Linked DNA regions of Mus musculus: all the other regions are linked to region 2. A link is a contact called in public promoter capture Hi-C data. All regions are on one chromosome and are shown on one strand. Each heading gives the region's core, a stretch centred on a gene start, on an enhancer-like site or on the middle of the called end of the contact. The rest is flanking DNA. Distances are from core to core; before and after follow the strand shown. Region 1 holds the start of Ndufc2 (NADH:ubiquinone oxidoreductase subunit C2). Region 2 holds the start of Acer3 (alkaline ceramidase 3). Region 3 holds the start of Aqp11 (aquaporin 11).

What was found. Promoter capture Hi-C pulls out the DNA fragments that hold promoters and counts their contacts.
Region 1: a contact with region 2 is called in a promoter capture Hi-C map of pre-B cells, with 2.1 times the contacts expected there. The contact joins the promoter of Ndufc2 here to the promoter of Acer3 in region 2. A contact is called at or near these places in 3 of 39 promoter capture datasets (the C10 cell line, the HPC-7 cell line and pre-B cells) and 1 of 115 datasets of contacts at active chromatin or transcription factors (pancreatic cancer cells).
Region 3: a promoter capture Hi-C map of pre-B cells shows a contact between it and region 2, with 3 times the contacts expected there. The contact joins the promoter of Aqp11 here to the promoter of Acer3 in region 2. A contact is called at or near these places in 11 of 39 promoter capture datasets (the 3T3-L1 cell line, 3T3-L1-derived adipocytes, the C10 cell line and 7 more), 1 of 484 Hi-C or Micro-C datasets (the G1E-ER4 cell line), 4 of 115 datasets of contacts at active chromatin or transcription factors (astrocytes, bone marrow-derived macrophages, pancreatic cancer cells and 1 more) and 2 of 9 other capture datasets (embryonic stem cells and liver).

The regions. Positions count from the first base shown.
Region 1 is chr7:97,398,210-97,401,405 of GRCm38.p6, forward strand. It overlaps Ndufc2 (NADH:ubiquinone oxidoreductase subunit C2), which reads left to right and starts at 1,794. Exons shown (of 3, transcript NM_024220.2): 1 at 1,794-2,148. The coding sequence starts at 1,980.
Region 2 is chr7:98,307,867-98,310,948 of GRCm38.p6, forward strand. Acer3 (alkaline ceramidase 3) reads right to left here and starts at 1,676. Exons shown (of 11, transcript NM_025408.3): 1 at 1,482-1,676. The coding sequence starts at 1,584.
Region 3 is chr7:97,736,740-97,740,171 of GRCm38.p6, forward strand. It overlaps Aqp11 (aquaporin 11), which reads right to left and starts at 1,508. Exons shown (of 3, transcript NM_175105.3): 1 at 630-1,508. The coding sequence starts at 1,248.

The DNA of each region.
Region 1 (3,196 bases), core at 544-3,043, 910 kb before region 2:
CTGGGCCCTAAGTTGTGAGCATTCAAATTATTTGGTGCACTTCATGAAAATCCTAATGTATGCTTTCTCAAATAATTTTTACTTGAAAATGTTTTACTTAAAATATTTGGCTTAAAAGAGTCCTCTCAATGGGAGAAGACACCCTTGGTCCCCTAAAGGCTAGATGCCCCAGTGTAGGGGAATTAAAGGGCAGGGAGGTAGGAGTGGGTGGGTGGGTGGGTGGGGGCATACCCTCATAGAAGCAGGAGGAGGGGGGATAGGATAGGGAGCTTGGGGGGCAGATCGGGAAAGAAGATAACATTTGAAATGTAAATAAATAAAATATCCAATAGAAAAAGAAAAGTAAAGAAAAGAAAAGTAAAGTAAAGAGTCCTCTTGGTGGAGTGGAGGTAACTAGAGTGGTATAGGACTATATTCCCAGCACTGGGAGTGGGGGTGGGGTGGGGTGCAGGACACTTACCATTAGTTTGAAGCTATCTTGGACTAAGTAGCAAATTTCAGGTCAGTTAGTGCTACACAGAGATATGGAAAGACCCCACCCCAGCCTTTGTTAGGCAGAAGGTAGAGGTGAGCAGTGGAGGTGTGGAGTCTCACTCTCACGGCGGGGCACTAAAGGAGACTCTGGCCCTGGTTCTTATAAATTCCCTTCCTCCTTCCAAGAAAGGATAATTAGCTAGTGGGCTCTGATAATTACCTGATGAAAAACCTTGAGCAAATCTCAAAAAGAAATAAATAACTTCCAGTTCAGACCAGTGTTGGACAAAGATACAGGGAAAAGAAAACCATTTCAACTTGCTAATTACATGGTAAAGTTAGGTAGATTCCCAGACCGTATAAATAGTCTCCCTTTCTCTTACTCAACCCCGGTCTGCGCAAGCTGATGCAACTGTATTGCTTTTATGTATTGTCTGTCTGTTTCATCTATTTTAGGCAGGGACTTGTGTACCCAAGAATGACATACTGCTTGCCAACTGCTAGGATTACAGGCACCACTACGATTTTAAGAGAGATTTGCTCACATGCTCCATTGCTTTTATCTGTGTGTCTCACTGGATTTTCCTCAAAGAGTACAAGTATTGAGGAATATCCCCGCACTCGACTCTTAGCTGGTATTTAGTACTCCTGTCTTAGAAGCATATACATTTTCAGTATCAGGAAGGGCTTTCCAAAGGGAGATGTTCAAGTACGGAAAGTCCTTTATTTTAGGTGAGCGGAAAGAGACTAGGCAATCGCTTGATAGAACTTTAGGAATTCCTTCTTTCACTCCTTAATCCGTTGGGGAACACTTCTCTCAGCCACGTACATAGACCTGAAGGCCTAGGGGGAACCATTTTAGCAGACTATCGCCAGAACTGAATCTCAAGGTTAGGGTAAATGATTCGCTCCTGACCTCCGAATACCCTGGTGCTGACCTTACCTTCATTTTAGGCTTTGGGGGTGGGGGAAGTAACTGCAAACGAACTGCTGGAACCCCAGAAAGCTTGCTTTTATAGGCTTTAGATAAATGAACTAGCCATTATGACCACTTGTAGATGTTGATTTTTGGATGCTAAGATAATGTTTTCTGAAGAGCCATAGGCCTGGGGGCAAGTAAGTGAGAGACAATTTCGATTGTGGTAACTGGACTACATACATACATACATACATACATACATACATACATACCAATGTTTCCTAGCCTTTGCCCACTGTGGGTTATTTATTATAACCCCCCCCCACACACACACACACACACACACACACACTACAATGTCAGCGCAAGCCTTCACGCGTTGTGGGCCACTTAGAAGCCCGGAACCTCGCGTGCAGAGGTTGCTAAGGCTGAGCGCACAGGGAAGCTTTTGGGTGCTGCACCGCCGTACGCAATGCCCTTCAGCCTAGAGCGCGGAGGAGGACGGTAGCTCGGTCACGGCGTTTGGAGTCGTTGTTTTTCCTATAGTTGGAGTCGAGGTCAAACCTCTCGTGGAACCTGCCTCAAGATGATGAACGGCCGGCCGGGCCATGAGCCCTTAAAATTCTTGCCGGACGAGGCCCGGAGCCTGCCCCCGCCCAAGCTGAACGACCCGCGGCTTGTCTACATGGGCTTGTTGGGCTACTGCACGGGCCTGATGGACAACATGCTGCGGATGCGACCGGTGATGAGAGCAGGTGAGGGCTGCGGGCGATCCCGCTCGGACGAGGAGCTGCAGGGTTGCCCGCTGAGGTCATCTGTGCTCTACGAGGCCTTCCTGCCTAGCTGGGGGCGCCTGGCTCTCCCAGGGCGTGCATCCCCTCTCGGGTTCTCAGCGCCAAGAGTAGCCACATTGAAGAAAACCAAGTGCAGTGCAATGGGGACTTCTAAACCCCACGGTTAAGTCTGCGAAGGACTCAAGAAGGGCTCCTCACAGTTCGCGTTGTACTTCGTGCTAAACGGTTGCCCAGCCCATTTCTCTCAGACGTGAGAAAGTATTGTACTGACGAGAGCACGAGACCCAAGCAGAGTTAAAGCACCTTGCCCACGGTCTAGTTAAAGAGAGGAGCTTGTGTTGTGTTGGTGTGTGCTTAGAACCAGAGCTTCTCAGAGTTGGAGTGCATAGAAATAATATACAGTTAAAATATTGGTTTGATTCATAAGGTCTGGGGAGAGGACTAATGTGGACAAAACTCCAGACGCTACTACTGCCCTTATTCTGGAATAGGAGACTGTCAATAAACTAGCAAGCTGTATATTCTAGTTTGTCACTGGCTTCTGGTCACGATTGAGAATAGCTTAGCTTACACAATGTAGCTGTGCTAAGAACTGTAGAATTCCAAAGATACATGTAGAAGCAAACTAACTGTCTTTGTTATAGTTATTCTTTATATGGGGGGGGGGGTAGAGGGGAGATAACAACCTGAATTAGTTCTCTCTCCAATACCGTGTCAGCCCTGGGGATTGAACTCCCCAAGTCAGACTTGGTGGCAAATGTCTTTATCATGTCACTAGATGTGAACTTAACTTTGAATATCAAGCAAGAGTTAAAAGAACTTCGTATGTCTGGGGGTGGGGGTGGGGTGTGCAAGGCGTTCTGAAAGTGGGTGAATTTGATTACTTAGCTGCAAGATTACAGTGATAAGGCTGCAGAGGCTATCAGACGAGGGCAGTTTATTCTCTGGGTGGGGAAGACATGAAAACTTTTGAGAACTGAGGAAGTTCAGTGGTGAGGGTCAGTTTTGT
Region 2 (3,082 bases), core at 426-2,925:
TGTCTTATGAAACAAAAATCTTTCCCCTTGCAGTTATTTTATTCTATCCACTGCACCTAATTCTACAATCTAGAGAAAGTGAATGAACTCCAAGCCCATCCAATATTTGAAGACCCCAAGAGAAAAAAAAATAAAAAGCTACATACTTCCAACTTAAAGAACATGATTTTAAGTCTCCCTGGCGGTCATGAGCCTCTGGTATTCTTGCCAAAACTGTCTAAAAACTAACAGGCAAAGTGCTTCCTTTGCCAATGTTTGGGTTGCCAAGTAATTACCCTATAAATGATCCCCTTTGCCCATTTTCTCCTTTACTGTATAAAAACTATTTATTTAAACTAGTGGTTCTGACACTCAGCCTAAATCATGGCCTCAAGGGCATGGGACTAACGTCCTGAAAAACTACAAGACTTTCTCATCTGGCCTGAAACTCGTCCTCCAAAAGAACTTAAGTACAGAACGTTAGCTAAGAGTTTTGCCTCACGGCCTAATAAAGTGGATCCATTCAAAAGAAGGCAGTAGCAACCAAAGACTATTCTCTGTTCCTTGCCAGAAACCAAAAAAGGACGTGTTCTCAAAAGCTAACCAAAGCGGATGGAAGAAGTGGCTGATTTCTTTCTTGCCTGGTTGGAATAATTATGTAGAAAACACAAACACACACACACACAAACACACACACCCCGAGAAAACCCTAATCTGGCTAGTAATGCTGGTCTCCAGGAGCAGCAAATCGTGAACTCTAAAAGTGCTTTCATAGAAATAAGTGTCCTCAGATGACCACTAGCCCCTAGAAAGTCTGATAAGCTAGATGCAGTGGGGAAGCAGGGAGAGGTAGTCTCTTGGGAGAGCAGCTGAGGAAAGTAGTGACTAGGTGCTCTGGCTACCACCTCTGGGACAAGAGGAACAGTGATCTCTAGAAGAAGGCAGCGGGTAGGGATGGCAATAGGAGTGAGAATGGGGGTGGAGGCTCCGGCATTGAGAAACGGTAACTGTCTCCTGGAAGTGAGTGGTCTACCGAGAACGGACAGATGAAGGGAAGGCCCCTGAAGAGTATTCCCGGATTGAGGGTGGATGAAGCCAGTGAGCGTCCCCTTCTCTGTGCCCGGCTGGCTGAGGCCGGGTAGCAGCATTCGGGCCCTCCCGGCAGAGACCTCCTCAGCCCCGAGCGACTTCAGGGCGGGCAGTGGCCGGCCTGGCAGCGGCCGCGCTCAGGTAAGAACTCCTATTCCCAGCGGCGCGCCTCACGCTCTCATCCGAGGTCCGGGCGCGGCTCGTACGTCCCTTTCGTCCCCAACCTGAAGGCCCCCAGAAGCCAGTCCAGGCACCACTGGCGGCCACGTCGGCTCCCCGGCTTCCCACGGCCGCGCACGCCTAGCTGCCGCTCGCGGGCCCGGCCTGGAGCCTACCCTCGCCGCCAGGTTCGCCCTCCGCGTTCTCCCACACGTCTCCCCTCGGCGCGCGCCCTCGCCTCAGGCTCCACTCACAGAACTCAGCGACGAACAAGGTCACCACATAGTTCTCCTCACACCAGTCCAATGTGGAGGTCGTGGGGCCCCAATAGCCTTTGCGGTCCACAGCCGGAGCCATCGCGCTGACGCCCCACACACCCTGCTCAGCCGCTCTCGGGCCGGCTCAGGCAAAGCGCGCTCTCCGGCTTCCTCCTCCCTTACCCAAAGGGCAGGGGCGGGGCTAGAGCCGTCACTGAACCTGCCCAGAGGCAGGCCCCGCCCACCGAGCCTCTGGCCCGTCCCGCTCCCTGCCCAGTCCCACCCACCGCTCCCGGGGCAGGCGCAAATGACCCATCCTGATCGTGCGGGGCTGATCTGTAGCTCTTGGACCCTGGGTGGGAATCCGGAGAAGTGGGAGAGGTTGTTATCAGCCAGAGGAGTTAGGGAAAGGGGCGGGGGGAACCCGGCCGACCCCGACGTGAGGGTGAAGTAAGTTGGGAGGCTTCCAGGACCCACTTTTCCGTCAGGATGGGACCAAGCCTCTATTAGTGTGAGGGCAGTCTGTTTTAATTGGGGCAAGAATGAGAAGAAACCTTTCTCTGTCAAGATTAAACTTGCACAATGAGACACCTCAGTGTCTAACTCAGACCACGGACCTCCAACGAGGGAGGAGACTAGTAACAACACCCCCAGGCAGCTCCAGAGATACCCAGGAAGTCATTCTGAGTGAAAGGGACAAGTCAGAATGTACAGAACAAAAACCAGGTATTAGGATCCTTTAAAAGTATACACTGAGGGGCTCCGCTGTTAGGACCGTTGACTGGACTTCCAGAGGTCCTGAGTTCAATTTCCAGCAACCATATGGTGTCTCACAACCATCTGTAATAAGAACCAATGCCCTCTTCTGGTGTGTCTGAAGGCAGCTACAGTGTACCCACATACAACAAATAAATAAATAAATAAATAAATAAGCAAACAAACAAACAAATCTTTTCTTAAAAAAAAAAAAAAACGTGTACACTGAGTAAAGTACTAAAAAGTCTGTGGCTTCCCTTTAGGCCATGCACAGCATTTTCTGCCTCTTTAGTGAGCTTTTCTCCCTTGTCACCTCCACACTGGGCTATTAAAGTCCGTGAGATGGCTCAACGGGTTTGGCTAAAGGCACTTACCATGCAAGCCTGGCAGGCTGAACCTGATCTCAAGAACCCATGTAAAATACAAGGAGAGAACCGACTTCATAAAGTTGCCCCCAGACCTCCGTACAGGCAACATAGCACACGTGTCTACACACACACACACACTGGGGGGGGGGCATAATAATAATAATAATAATAATAATAAGAAGAAGAAGAAGAAGAAGAAGAAGAAGAAGAAGTAAAAACTTAAAAAATAATGGATACATCCTGCTGCCTTTTGTGTTCAGCTCCATCAAACTTTCCCCCTGCTATGAAGATGCCGACTCTCCCACTTTTGTTTAAAATTTTGCTCCTTGAAGACCTCCCTGGCTTTCACACCTGAGAGCCTTTTGTCCTTCCTTCGTATCCCACACTCATGACACCATGAATAGAGACACTTCCCATACTTTGTGAGCCAGCCTGCAAGATTCTGCCTGGCCACACTGTGCAGAACAGGGATAT
Region 3 (3,432 bases), core at 258-2,757, 570 kb before region 2:
GAGTTCGAGGCCAGCCTGGTCTACAAAGTGAGTTTCAGGACAGCCAGGGATACACAGAGAAACCCTGTCTCGTAAAAACAAAACAAGAACAGTTTAAACTTGAAACACACCTTTCATGGGAGTCTACTTAAAAGTCCACGTGCAACTCCACATAAGGAATATGACAAGTAATTTGTAGGAAAAAAGTAGGACGTGAATGCAGCTACAGAACTGCTTCTCCTCGCGGTCAACTACTGACCTATCGTGCACTTTAAGCTCGAAGGAACTTTTTGACCGGATCGTTTCTCAGTAAGAGTGTCAGAAGCAATCTATACCACCTTGGCATGAGAGCCGTAACTGATAAGCTGCCTTTCTAACATTAAAACAATCCCTTTGTGGGCTATTTAAGCCTTTGGCAGTAATCTGCCACGATCTTAGTTTCGGCACCGGAGTGTCTGCTTTCTCTGGGTGTTCAAAACAGCAATGAATGAAGATCTGTATGTTGGCTCCAACTGCTAGGCTGCAAGGTGGTTAGAATAATAAGTGGCCCAGGGTAGGGTGCAGGGGGTGCTCAAATGTATCGGTAAAGAACTTAGAACCTCTGGTCATAGAGGCTCCGGACTGCCAAGTGTTTGGTAGGAATAACAAACCTGCATAGGCCAAAAAGGTGATGAGTGCAGCCAGCAGGTGGATGCGAAGCTTGGTTCGGACCTCCTGGAAGTGCAGTAGAGCGCTGTGGAAAATAAAGGAGCAGATGGCCTCTATGATGATCGCTTTGGACATGTCGGTGTGGATGGGATTCCTGCAAGCTAAGATCCTTTCGTCGTAATGGTACTTGGTCAGACTCAGGCTCCACAGGGCGCTTATGCAGTACCTGCTGCACAGGGCGCTAACCAGCTGAGCCAACAACCTCACGGCACCCATTTCGGGGGACATACCCCCCAGAATCATCTGCATCATCACGCCGCACGGGTTGCTAGCTGTGCCCACCAGGGTCAGGCCATGCACCAAGGAAAAGAAGTAGATCAGTGTCAGAGTCCAGGTGGGGTGCGCAGAGTCCTGCTCGCTCAGCACTTGGAGCTCGTGGGTGCAGCAGCAGAGCTGGAAGGTAGCTAGAAACTCCAGGACGAAGGCGTGGACCACGGGCCTGTGTAGCTGTTGCCGGGCGATCACGCGGGCCAGCCCCACGAACAGCACGAACAGCAGCATTAGCCCCAGCGAGATGCAGGTGTCCTGCACCTCGGGCCGGAGCCCCAGTAGCGCGGACATGGCTCCCTCACCGCTGGGGATGGCTGAGGGCGGCAGGGACAGAGGAGCGTCGGGGGCTGGAGTCCGAAGTCCGCCGCCCCGCCCTCCCACGCCCCTCAGGGGCGGGCCGAGTGGAGAGCCCGGGTTCCGCGCTGGAGGGCTCCTCCCCTCCCCGGCTGCGCTGTGCAGATGTGACCTGAGCCGGGGAGGGGGGGAGGGCGGGGGAAAGGAGGCGGCGAGGGAGCTGTCCCTGGGCACTGGCGGAGGGGACAACGGTCTGTAGAGCCCCACGCGCACCCGCCTTCCGCCGCCTCCCTCAGCACAGGGCCAGGGCCCCGAGACCACTGCGCACGCGCGTGGCGCCCGAGCTCTGGGCTCTCAGCGCCGGACCCCGAGCCTAAGACCGCACCACGCTGGTGCTAGAGCATGTGGCGATCGGAGCGTGGCTTGGGAACTCTGCCTTGATCTTTGCACACTCCGGAAACTGTACTCCACGGAGCCCCAGAGGTCATCTTTGCAGCCACCCCGTTTTTACTAATGGAGAGACTGAGGTTGAGGAGCGAGGAGGTGACCCTCAGGGAAGGAGCTGTGGTCAACTGGGAGTGGGCGTGAGAACCGAGGTTTGACTGGTTTGACAAGGTGTTAGAGCTTTGGTTTTCTTCACCCACACTCGAACTTTTTTCGTAAGTGTGGGGGAAAATATATATATCCATTTATGTGTAAAATTGACGTTAATTATATTCACACTTTATCTAGCTATCGCCACTATTTCCAAACTTTGGATGTTGTGTTTTATTTTTTATCGAATGCATTTGCTTAATTATCTAATTGTCTTATTTATGTTTATATATGTGCATACACACACACACACACACATATATATATATGTATGTATATACATACATACATACATACATACATACATACATACGGGGGTCGCTGTGCCCAATCTCATGTGTTCCACAAGGTGGGTCCCAGGGATCAAACTCAAGTCCTCAATTGGGCACCTTTACCTGCTGGAAGCACCTTGCCTGCAGGTGGTGGTTTAGGCATGAAGTCCTCAAAGTTTATAATGTTTATGTTATCTTCATCATGAGATATTAAAATACTAAGAAAACATTGTTTGCTTGTTCTCATTGGCATCCAGTGTGGGAAGGAAACCCTTGGATTGGTTGGCTTCCCAGAATCCTGGGACAACCTGAGGCAGGATGGAAAGAAGGGAGTTTGAGGGGCCATGGAAAGGAAGCTAGCCTGGAGCTGAAGTCTTGCACCAGCTGAGAGTCAAGTATTCCAGCACAGTTAACATCTATTGTGAAGTTTGCCTTATAGATATCCCAAATAAGAATATTAAAATAGGTGCTGGTGAGATGGCTCAGCGGTTAAGAACACTGACTGCTTTTCCGGAGGTCGTGAGTTCAAATCCCAGCAACCACATGGTGGCTCACAACCATCCTTAATGAAAAACAAATAAAAAACCTATGGTCCAGTGCGAGCGGGGCCGGAGCAAAAGGGAAGGGGGGAAAAAGGGAATATTAAAATAGTTCTGGAAGTCACTTTCTGAGGCGACCTTCCTCCTAGATGGTCTTTGTGACTTCCAACCATGGCATACCAGGGCCAGGGCCACAGAAGGTGTGGAGGGTGATGGTGCAGTCCGCCAACCTCAAGTTCAGATACTTGCCAGGCAGATTCCGGTGTGGCTGTGTGAGCAAGTGAATATTGGGAAAGAGGGATAGATGGCTGCATTATTGGCATTGAGGAGTACTTGAACCTCGTATTAGATGATGCAGACAAGATTCACCGTAAAACAAGAAAACAGCCGGGCTGGATCATGCTGAAAGATTTCTGAGTTTGAGGCCAGCCTGGTCTACAGAGTGACCTTCAGGACAGCCAGGGCTACACCGAGAAACCCTGTCTTGGGAAAAAAAAAAAAAAAAGTCTTCTAATGGGAACACAGTCTGAAACATTTATTTATGTTGTTTCGGTAGCCCTTATGCTATTATTATATAACAATAAGTGCTGTAAGGTTGTTTTGTCTCACACACACACACACACACACACACACAGAGAGAGAGAGAGAGAGAGAGAGAGAGAGAGAGAGAGAGAGAGAGAGAGAGAATGTTAGAATAGGGATTAAGGAAACATAACCTTTCCCCCAGTTTTCTAGTTTTCTCATGAGGAGCTCCATTTAGTGAAAGATATATCTAA